Regions from separate parts of the Mus musculus genome. Here region 1 is linked to region 2. The links are chromatin contacts, called in public promoter capture Hi-C maps. All regions are on one chromosome and are shown on one strand. Each heading gives the region's core, a stretch centred on a gene start, on an enhancer-like site or on the middle of the called end of the contact. The rest is flanking DNA. Distances are from core to core; before and after follow the strand shown. Region 1 overlaps Acadm (acyl-Coenzyme A dehydrogenase, medium chain). Region 2 holds the start of Nexn (nexilin).

What was found. Promoter capture Hi-C pulls out the DNA fragments that hold promoters and counts their contacts.
Region 1: a promoter capture Hi-C map of liver shows a contact between it and region 2, with 4 times the contacts expected there. The contact joins the enhancer-like site here to the promoter of Nexn in region 2. A contact is called at or near these places in 5 of 39 promoter capture datasets (cranial neural crest, hippocampal neurons, liver and 1 more), 1 of 115 datasets of contacts at active chromatin or transcription factors (cardiomyocytes) and 1 of 9 other capture datasets (liver).

Annotation. Positions count from the first base shown.
Region 1 is chr3:153,935,167-153,940,375 of GRCm38.p6, reverse strand. Acadm (acyl-Coenzyme A dehydrogenase, medium chain) reads left to right here. Exons shown (of 12, transcript NM_007382.5): 3 at 1,209-1,306; 4 at 1,410-1,479; 5 at 1,722-1,822; 6 at 2,593-2,673; 7 at 3,951-4,081. Among named protein-coding and RNA genes, the nearest start is that of Acadm, 6.9 kb to the left of the region's middle. Within about 2 kb of position 2,780, at least 27 of the 459 cell types and tissues checked have an H3K27ac peak or open chromatin away from gene starts, as enhancers often do. A contact at or near this core is called in cardiomyocytes and liver, where this site is marked.
Region 2 is chr3:152,261,847-152,267,184 of GRCm38.p6, reverse strand. Nexn (nexilin) reads left to right here and starts at 1,390. Exons shown (of 14, transcript NM_001357206.1): 1 at 1,390-1,472. It overlaps Gm31999 (a long non-coding RNA gene), which reads right to left and starts at 665. Exons shown (of 2, transcript XR_376257.1): 1 at 513-665; 2 at 147-424.

The sequences.
Region 1 (5,209 bases), core at 1,531-4,030, 1.7 Mb before region 2:
GTCTAAAGTCGGAAGGAATTATCTCCAGTCTTTGAAGTGAAGAGATCTGGAAAACCCCAGCAGCTCCGAGCCCCAGGCTCCTTGACTGCTGCTGTCATCACCACGAGCCTCGAGGAGCCACCTCCTCTCTGCCTGGTCTCCTGCTTTTGTCTTCCTGGTTCTTTGTTTGTTTGTTTGTTTGTTGTACTTAGTAGTGAAACCATAGAAACCAGTGTGCCAGTCCCCTTAAAGGAAGACTGCTTGGTGTGTCATCAGGCTGTGTGGATGACTGACGGAAGTACACAGCTTTCAGCCATTCCTTAGTCTCCGTGTCTTAACCATGAGACTTGATCTGTCTTTTACACTTTGCCTCTCGGCCCCATACAAATGAGAACTGTAGATATATATTTTTTTCTTTTTTTAAAGACAGGATCTTACTGTGTATCCCTATCTGGCCTGGAACTCACCATGTAGAACAGGCTGGCCTTGAACCTACAAAGATCCTCCTGCCTTTGTGGTCTGAGTGCTGGGTATAAGGGTGTATGCTGCCTCACCTGGCTTGTTCTTCTAAGCGTTGGCTCTTACTCTGATTGCCTGAAATACCCAGTGCCACCTTTAACCCTCCCTGCCCTGCCGTGTGTGGAGGGTGGAATGGAGGGCCTCCCTCACAGAGGCTAGACAGGAAAGTGCTCCCTCCACCTGTGAGCTACTTTCCAGCCTCGTTTATTATATCAGTGCAGCCACATTGAAACACCAGGTAGTACAGCTCCAAAAATGCAGTTATCCATCCACACTTACCCCAGGGGTCCAGGCAGCGGAGTCGTCTCATTCATTTTACAATAACTAGTTTTATTTCGTGTAGACCCATTGTTTTAATACTGCCTGTTGCTAATACAGAGGGTTCAATGTGTCTGTTAATATTTTGGGGAGACTTCTCATTGCTTTTACCATTTTATTTGTGGGAACTTATATCCTTAACCTTATTGGGGGCTTAAAAGAAGAGTGAAATTTAAATCATGGTGTTGACGTTCTTCCGTAAGTCCCTGAAACAAGCTTTATTGCTGTATGCTGCCCGAGTGCGTACGTCTTGTGTCTTTAGACTGCTGCCTGAGGTCAGAAGCTTACCTCTTGATAGATAGAAACCTCTGCAGAACAGCTTCATGGGCCTTGTCTCTTCAACTCAGTGTTGATGAACTCTTTTTGATGTTCTCAAAATAATGTTCCCTTAGAGTTGACGGAACAGCAGAAAGAGTTTCAAGCAACTGCCCGCAAGTTTGCCAGAGAGGAGATTATCCCCGTCGCCCCGGAATATGACAAAAGCGGGGAGGTGGGTATCGGGTTGCCGGGGAAGTGGGGAAGTCGTGTATGGCCAGGAGATTGGGTGGCCAGCCTGCCTAGGCTCAGGTGTGCTGTACCTGTTCTCCTTTCAGTACCCGTTCCCTCTCATCAAAAGAGCCTGGGAACTCGGCTTGATCAACGCGCACATTCCGGAAAGTTGCGGTAAGCCTCCTACACGTTTGCTCCGAAAATTACAAAAATGAAAACGCCCATTTCTCTAAAGTGTTGTTGCCATTCAGAGGCTTTCTGCCTTTGTTTCCCTATTGGCAACATAGAACTTGCCTGCTCGGAGGAGCCTGGTCCTCACTCAGCACAGAGCACAGGCATCTCCCTGTCTAGATGGTTTCGAGTTTATTGAGTTGTTCTTCATATTATAACGTGCTACGTACACTCTGACGCTGTAGGTGGCCTTGGCCTGGGAACGTTCGATGCTTGTTTAATTACCGAAGAGTTGGCGTATGGGTGTACAGGGGTGCAAACTGCTATTGAAGCAAATTCTTTGGGGGTAAGTCACTAAGACAATCACTTATCATGGGGCTGGTGGAATGGCTCAGTGGGTAAAGGCGCCCCCATGGTCTGAGTTCCACCTCTGGGGCCCGTGTGATGGAAGGAGACTACGGACTCCCCCAAGGTGTCATCTGGCCTCCAGAAGAGAGCTGTAACTCGTGCACACATACATAGACATACATGTGTGCATATGTACAAAATAAGTAAAATTACCATTTGAGAAATGCTAATCGCTTACCTGGGCTGTTAATGAGACACCGACCGTGAAGCTGGGTTAATCTCTGTAAGAACTATAAGGAAGACTGGCTTGCCGGCCTGGAGCTGTGATTCTATAGCTTGATCACTGTGGTTCACTTGTCTCCCATACTGGCCGTTCTGGGTGTCCTTGTGAGGAAACTGTACTCTTTGGCGGCAGCTCGGAAGCCATCCCCTCGGCCTGCTGCTCAGTTACTACGCTGAAATGAACTGAGCAGTATCTAGGAGGCCTGCTCGTCGTGCAGACCGTGTCACATATCCTAAATTTAATCTGTGATCTCCTTACTGTCAACCACGCTTGTGTGTCACTAAGCAGCCCCACCCACCTATAACTCAAGGAGAAGCTCATGTTAGTCTGTGTTCTTCTCGCTCGTTTCGTTCAGAGCAAATGCCAGTTCATAAGTTTACTTCTTTATGGGAGGCAGGTAGTTCTTATTCGTGGAACTGTGGTTTTCTGAATCTACGTAACTAATTTAAATATCTCGACGTCTTAATGTTAATCTCCCTTGGTAGCAAATGCCTGTGATTCTTGCTGGAAATGATCAACAAAAAAAGAAGTATTTGGGGAGGATGACGGAGCAGCCAATGATGTGTGTGAGTATGTTCGTCCATATTTCCCTGTAAACGGGCCAGGAGCGCTGGCTCTGCCATTCAGTCTGCATGTGTTTATTGGACCTCGTGCCCTGAGGACAGAAGTCCGGCAGACACAGGCGTACCTGGACTGTCCAGCCGGTGTCTTAGCAATCCCTGCTCATTTCCACAAGGGAGAGTCCACTTGTTTCTGGATTCCAAGATGGTGTTGAGCTATCCTGTTGCTGGCTTTCAGGAAGTGATATCTGCTGAACCGTCCTTCTGCAGCTCCAGATGGGAGCGGTTGTCTGGGTGTTTGCAGCCCCGGCTATCCTTCGACTCAAACTGCTTCATTTGTCATTTAAAATGTTTCTCTGGCTAGGCAGGGTGGTGCACCGATTTAATCCCAGCACTTGGGAGCCTGGGGGGGGGGGGGTCTGTCTTCACATCTCTGTGCTGTGACTCTCTGTCTTTAGGGTCTCATGTATCTGACTAGCTTTGAACTCACGGGGTAGCCAAGGTAACCTTGAGCTCTTATTCCTCGTGCTCCCACCTTTCTATTGCTGGGATCACAGATGTGTGCTACCACGCATGACTCAGTTTATGGAATGTCCAGTTACGTTAGGTGATGCCTGGGACTGAATCAGGCCCTTGTGCATGCTAGGCTGTGCCCCCAACCCTATCCTGCGTTTCATCCTCATCACATGCAGAGAACACTCCTGCAGACAATACATGGCTACAGAATATCCTTCATTTTTGAGGTCTGACTTACACATCATCTCGTAGAAACTGGCTTCTCAAATCCTGGTGTTTAGCACCCACACTTCATATGGTTACCCTGTACCCGGTGAAAATCTCAAGGTGGACTTCCTTTCAGCTCTGGTTTTCCATCTGGCTACTACATAATGGGTATTCAATGAACATTCAAATACATCAACATAGCAAGCTCAATTTAATGAATTTGTTTATTCAATTCCTAATATTTTCTGTAGTTTATTGGTATGCTGTGTCTAGTTTTGAATTAAGTTAAAATGTTTTAAAAGAGTACATTTTTTTACATTTCAGCAGTTTATTTGGTTTTCTAAGAACATTGTAATTCTAGATATTCATTTATCATTACTGCCTTCAAAGACAAAATGCCGGGCTGGAGCATAGCTCACTGGTAGAACCCTAGTTAGCATACCTAAGAATCTGGGTTCTATCCTGGAACCTCAAAACAAACAAGCAAAATAACACTATTGCCAGATATTCACAATTTAATAATTAACATTTAATTTTTTTCTTGTGTCTGGATATCCAAGGCTTACTGTGTGACAGAGCCCTCCGCAGGCTCTGATGTGGCGGCCATTAAGACCAAAGCAGAGAAGAAGGGTGACGAGTATGTTATCAACGGCCAGAAGATGTGGATAACCAACGGGGGAAAGGCCAACTGGTAGGCCTCTTCATTACTGTACCTTCCACGTCTCCCTTTCTTCTTTTATTATTAAGCCTTCTCAGTTAAAACAACCTATAGTTTTAAAACTGGGAGGTCCATAGGAGATTATAAATAACTCGGTGACTCATGAACTATTTTAAGCCCTTGAGCTATTTCTTCGAGATTAATTTAAGAAGTCTAAAGTGTAAAGCGCAGTAAAAATAGCTAATCTCACTGACTCTGTCAGGCGGGCTCAGTCCCAGTGCACAGTCTGCTAACCCTCGCTTGAAGGAAAGCAGAACGCTTCAGTAGGGTGGTTCTCAGCAGGCTTGTGGTTCTAGGGAATGAACCTGGAGCTCTGTATACCAGGGAGCACTGTGCTGTGACGCCCATCCCCTGAAGAGGCGTTCTTACTGGACTGTGGGGCTGCCATGCAACTCAGGGGCTACAGTGCTTCAGAGCACGCACAGACCCCCAGCACCATATAAACATTTTTAAAAAGCAGACCTTCCGTGGTGATGATATCCACCTCTACTTCCAGTACTTGGAGCAAAAGTGAAGGATCAGGAAGTTCAAGGTCATTTTCAGCTACATAGCAAGTTCAAGCCAGCCTGGGCTACGTGAGGCCATCTCAAAAAAGGAGACAAAAACATCAGCCTATACCAAAAGAGGGTAGTATTTGAGTATTTGATGTTAATAAAATCTAAAACTTCCAAATGTGTAGATCTAAACAATAATGTAATGTTCCATTAAACATCAAACATACAGACTTTTAAGAAAACTATTTGACCATTTGTTAAAAAAAGAAAGTTTAACAAACAACTGTAAGTTTGGTGGGAAATCACTGTGGGGTGGAGATGCACCTCAGTGGTGATTTCAGGCTGAGAGCCCACAAGTACAGGGCTGGCCAAGATGAGCGCAGTCAAGGCGAGGATAGTCCAGGAGCTGCTACTGATCTGTTACAGGACAAGCCTTTGGAACATGCCTAGGTACATTTTGTCTGCATCAATTTTGAATAAAGTTGGAACTTATTTTTGAAATAATGTTTCGTGGAAAGAAGAGCAGAGCTGGGTGTGGTGGCACATGCCTCGATCCCCAGAGCTTGGGAAACAGGTAGGGATATCTAAGCTTAAATGTCAGTATAGG
Region 2 (5,338 bases), core at 141-2,640:
TGTAATGAGATCCGATTCCCTCTTCTAGTGTGTCTGAAGGTAGCTACAGTGTACTCATAAAATGAATAAATTAATAAATCTTTTAAAAAGTGGGCCTAGTGAGGAGCTACCCTCAGAAGGGTAATTAGCTCTCATGGGTCTCCAAATAGTTTTTTTTTTTTAATCAGAATAAAGATACAATTATAAGTGCACGGTGAGGAAAAGACTCCTCGAGCCTTGCAGTAGACATGGAGAGCGCTGGGAGGGGCTTCCGGGAGAGGAGCGGTTCAAACGGAGGGGTCCTGTAGGGAGCTTGTATGGGGCTGTGGACATTCCCATGAACGGAACAGGTGAAGGCACCGAATCGTGGAAGGGACGAGCCGGCCTCCAGACCTCCTATTGACATTTACCTCCTGGTGATAGTGAGGGCTGGGATGGCAAACCACTATATTCAAGAGCAATAACATCACCTGAGCTTTGGTCTGTCTGCTGATGGAATCAGAAGTGGTTTCCTTTGTCCCTGGGTCACCTACCTCGGTGCCTCTCATTTTTCTTTTCTTTGGGGATTTCCGAGAGATGGCCTATTGAAGCCCGGGCTGTCCTCAGACTCTCTATAGTGAAGACTAGCTTTGGAACTCTGCTCGTGCCGTCCCCTCCTAAGTGCTGGGGCCCCCCTCTCTGTCCCCCGCCCCCCACCCCGCACTGGCTAACTTGTTTCACTAATGCTGTTTTTGTTGTGTGGCTCTGGGAGGTGACCCCGGGGCCTTGTTTTGTGACACAAACATGCTCCTCATAGAGCTATGGCTCCTCGGTTTGGTTGGTTGCTGTTGATGGAGTGAAGCGGGGCCTCTCTTTATCCAAAGAGGCCTCAGCTGGGCTTGCCTCTCACACTCCAGTGTAGTTTTCCTGGCAGGCTTGTGCCTAACACTCACGTCGTGCTTTTAGATGATGTGAGAGCGCAGATTTGTATTGCCTTCAGCTAAGGAAAGGTGAGCCGTTGAGTTAAGAGCAGGCTCTTATCCCGTTCCCTTGAGCGTCTTTTCCAGTCACCTCTCCTCGAGGTTAAAGAGGAGCGGCAGACAGACTCAGCGTTTTCACACTGTCGCCCCATTCCTTCCGAAGGAAAGGGGAAGCTGGCCAGAAGTCAGGGAGTTTTATGGGCTACTAGGGCAGGTAGAGAATCTGAGGGAAGCGGGCCGGCAGGTTGCCAGGAGGCAGCCTGCGGTGGCAGCCAGCGCCCCTCTTCTTTCTGGGTGACTCTCCACCCTCTGCTGCGCGGCGGTGGGGGTGGGGACTGGCCTGGTCCGGGAACAGCTGCAGCGGGCGCTGGGCCCGTCTGGAATGCGGGAGCCGCTGCACCAGGACTTTTATGGAAACTTGCTGCTGGCGCGCGGCGGCCAGCGGGCTCGGGCGGCGGGAGCGGCGGGGGCAGCGCGCAGAGCCCGACACGCAGCGCGGAGCGGGAGGAGCGGCGCCCGGGCGGCGGCAGGCGGGTAGGAGGGCTGGGCTGGGCTGGGCTGGGCGGACGCGGCGGGGCTCCGGGCCCTCCTGGTGGCCTGCGCTCGGCCAGACCATCCTGGGCTGCGGGGGTTGGGGGTCCCTCGCCGGGCCGGGCGCTTCTGCTCCACCTGCATCTGGGCGGCTGAGTTTGGGGGAGAGTGTTTCCATGAGCCGAATGTGTGTACGCTCTCCGCCGGGGACCCCTAGGGTCCGAGCGGGCGAGTTCACTGTGGCACCCAACACGTGCCCACTGCGGACTCCGCCAGCTGTGGCTGAGATTTTAAAGAAATTGCGGATGGGTCCGTGGAAGCGGGGAAATTAAGGATTTATTAGGCTGCCATGCCCGGCCTCCAAATTGTTCCCCAGTGCCAAGACAGGGATACACTTGGAGGTTGAGCAGCTAGCTCTAAAAGTCAGAGTAAAGGCATCATATGTGAGATGTTCAAGAGTAATATATACATATATGTTTATATACACATATACATAACACATACATACAGGTCTCTCTCTTTGTGTGTGTGTCTGAATGAAGAAGGAGCAAATTGAGAGATTAGGTGATTGCTCAGTGGCTTGAGATAAGCGTTTTATTTTTAAGGCCACAATGTGGACAAGGAGTTGAGCATAGATAACGTGGTAAAAATAGCACATGGCATGCCCTCACAAAGTGACTACCCTTGGAAAAAGACAGACAGGCAGAGAAAAGAAGCCCCACGAAGAAATCACCTTTCTGACCGGGGCGTCATTCATCAACCAACTTTTGTATAGGAGCCGCGCGGCCCATTGCACGAGTCTCAGAAGTATGTTCCCGGTATTGTGAAACGAAGTTTTTAGACTGTCTTGGTCACACGATAGTGTGTGAACTACATAAAATTTCCCCCAATATTATTCATTTATATGTTGAACTGCCACTGTAAGAAAATCCAAATTGCATGTTTTTGTTTTTTTGTTTTGTTTGTTTTGCGTTTGGGTGTGTTTGTATGGGGAAAGTGCATAATTAACTGAAGGAAAGTCTTTTGTTTGTGCGTGGGGGCGGAGGTGGTAATATAAACAGATTTCATGCTGTGTAGTTGGTGCCTGCTAGGCAAGCTCTCTTGCTTCTAAGTTCTTTCCTTATCTATTTTACTAGGTTTTCCAGGCGAGCCTTGAACTCGGTAGTGCCGGCAGGCAGGACTGTGACCGTCCCAGCCTCCAGCGCAGTTGGAATTACAGGCCAGCACCCTGAGGCCCAGCTCAGCACTGTCCTTTGCCTGGTGCTTCTGAGGGCTCGTTTAAGGAAAGCCGTGTACAATTTTGTATTTTACCTGCAGCATTTGACTTGGAGAGCACAATGCAAAAGTGCGACACAATTATTTTAAATCTACTTTTCCTTCTTGCAGCTTTTGATGCAATTCAGTTTTAATAGATTTCCAGCTTACCTTAAAATGGAATCTGTGCTATTTTAGAAATTTTTGACATGTAAGGCTGATCATTGTCAAAATGTATGTCATTGTGAGAAGACTATATTTAGCATCAGGCAAGGAATGTACTATCTGGGTTTTGGAGAGGACTTTGCCCTGAAATCTCACTTGAAGCTTTAGATTGGGGCTTCATTTGTGAAAAGCATGGCAACTATGTGTGTACATTGTAGAGAGTAACTACATGCAGAGAGAGTTTGAGGCCAGCCTGGTCTACATAGCTCGTTTCAGGATAGCCAGTGTATATAATAGAGACATAATAGATTTAGTTTGCTTAGAAAGCAAGTGCCTGAACTGACGGGCTCCATTTGTGGGGAGAAAGCTCTATTATCTTGAAAACCCCAAAAGAATAAAAAGTATTTAAAAACTCTATCAGTTATGCATGCCTATGAGAATACAGTCAATGGCTGTCAAACCGTGGGCACGTGGGACCAAAGCCTGAGTGTATAGAAGTCTCTGGGTGTCTTCATTGTGGAGCCAGAGCATCTTGGTTTCCTGTATCAGTCAGAGGAAAATGACTTCACCCACTAACAATCGCATGTTTCTCTTCTTACTTGACCAATCTGGTCCACATCACTTGTATACTTTCTGTCCTGGTCTTTCTCCTGTTTTTATAATTACATTTGAAGTTGTTACTTTTTTTTCTTCTTTTTTCTTTGTTTTTTTCAAGACAGGGTTTCTCTGTATAGCCCTGGCTGTCCTGAAATTCATTTTGTAGACCAGGCTGGCCTCGAACTCAGAAATCAAGCCTGCCTCTGCCTCCCAAATACTGGGATTAAAGGCATGTGCCACCACCATCCGGCATTACTTTTTAAGATATTCACTGTGTAGTGAGGCTTATTTTGTGGTAGTGTATTTTTTTTGTGTGTGTGTACATTTTGACTCCATGTATGTGTGTGCACTGTGTGCCTACAGTGTCCACACAGGCCAGGAGAAGGAGTCAAAACCCCTGGAACTGATCCTCTACAAAAGTCGTAAGTGCTCTTGACTGCTTTAGCCCTTCAGTATACATTTTGGTAATGGTGTTATCGTAGGCATGGAAATCAGTGCCTTGTACATCCATGGCTTGTTACCAGGTTGGTGCCTGTGGCAGTGTGCTTTCTACACTCTAGAATGGGTGGATTTAAACTGAGAAATGTTCGTTATATATCATGATTTGTATCATAAAATTCACCCACACACAGTTGAAAGCAATGAGGGAAGCTGGGTATAGTGGTGTATTTGATCCCAGCACTCGAGGCAGAAGCAGGATCTCTGAGTTCGAGGTCAGCCTGGTCTGCCCAGTAATTCCAGGACAGCCAGAGAGACAGAATAGAGATTTCCTCAAAAACAAAACAAACAACAAAAATCCTTCTTAGGTAGTGTTATGGGAGTGGGAAGAGGAAGTCACTATAAATGGACTGACGTGTGTCAGCTTGTTGCCTAGAGAAGGAAGACAGCCATGAACTGATAAACAAATGGAATGATCTTAACTATGAAACTTAGACAGCACGGGGAGAGATTTTTTAAGAGAAAGGACTTCCAGAACCTCTTGTCCTTGTCTCACTTATTTTTAGGAGTGATTCTTGTGACTCTAGAGCTTGCCCATTGTCTCAGCTTTGTCATAGTCCTCCGAGAGGAAAGCCTAGATTAGATTGGCCTGTGGCAATGTCTGTGGGTAATTATCTTATTGTTGATGCAGGAGGGTCCAGCCCACTGCAGGCAGCAGCATCCCTAAGCAGGTGGTCCTGGGCTCTATAAAAAGCCAGCGAAGCGTAAGCCCTCCCTGAGGGTCTGTGACCTGGGTGGGTAAGTCAATTTCATCCCTTCATTCCCAAGTTGCTTTCAGTCAGACCGTTTCATCACAACAACAGAGTGAAACTAGAAGAGCCGTGAAAAGCAATCAGTTCTTATCCTACCTCCCTGTACCCCACTGACTTTTTAGCCAGAATTCCAGGTTCCCCATCCCGACTCTGGCCCTCAGGCTGTCTTCCATTTTAGATAGGCAAGGAAGCCCAGAGCTCTCCAGCAGTTAGGACAGATCCGGAACTTCCCGACAACGTCCTGGCTGGCTTTTGTGATGGCTAGTGGAGTATGACCCTCCCCACTTTACTTCCTGCTATGTCAGCTGAGCGGTTAGCACAAGGCTGCTCTTGAAATAGTCTCAGTTTTCATTTAAGCTGATAGTGGATCCGACCGCAGTACTGTTTGTTATCTTGGCCTCTGTCCCCGTGCTCAGGAGCTTGCCCTGTGTCCTGGCTGGTGTATGAAACTCTAACAGCATTAATGAGCATAGCAGGTTTAGTTAACAAGGCTCCAGTGTGATAAATATACTTTGAAAAGCATTACCACCATGTAAAGGAATAATGGTGTAACAGTTACTACAGGAGAATATCAAAGTAGGCTGCAACTTAAGTTTGCTGGGG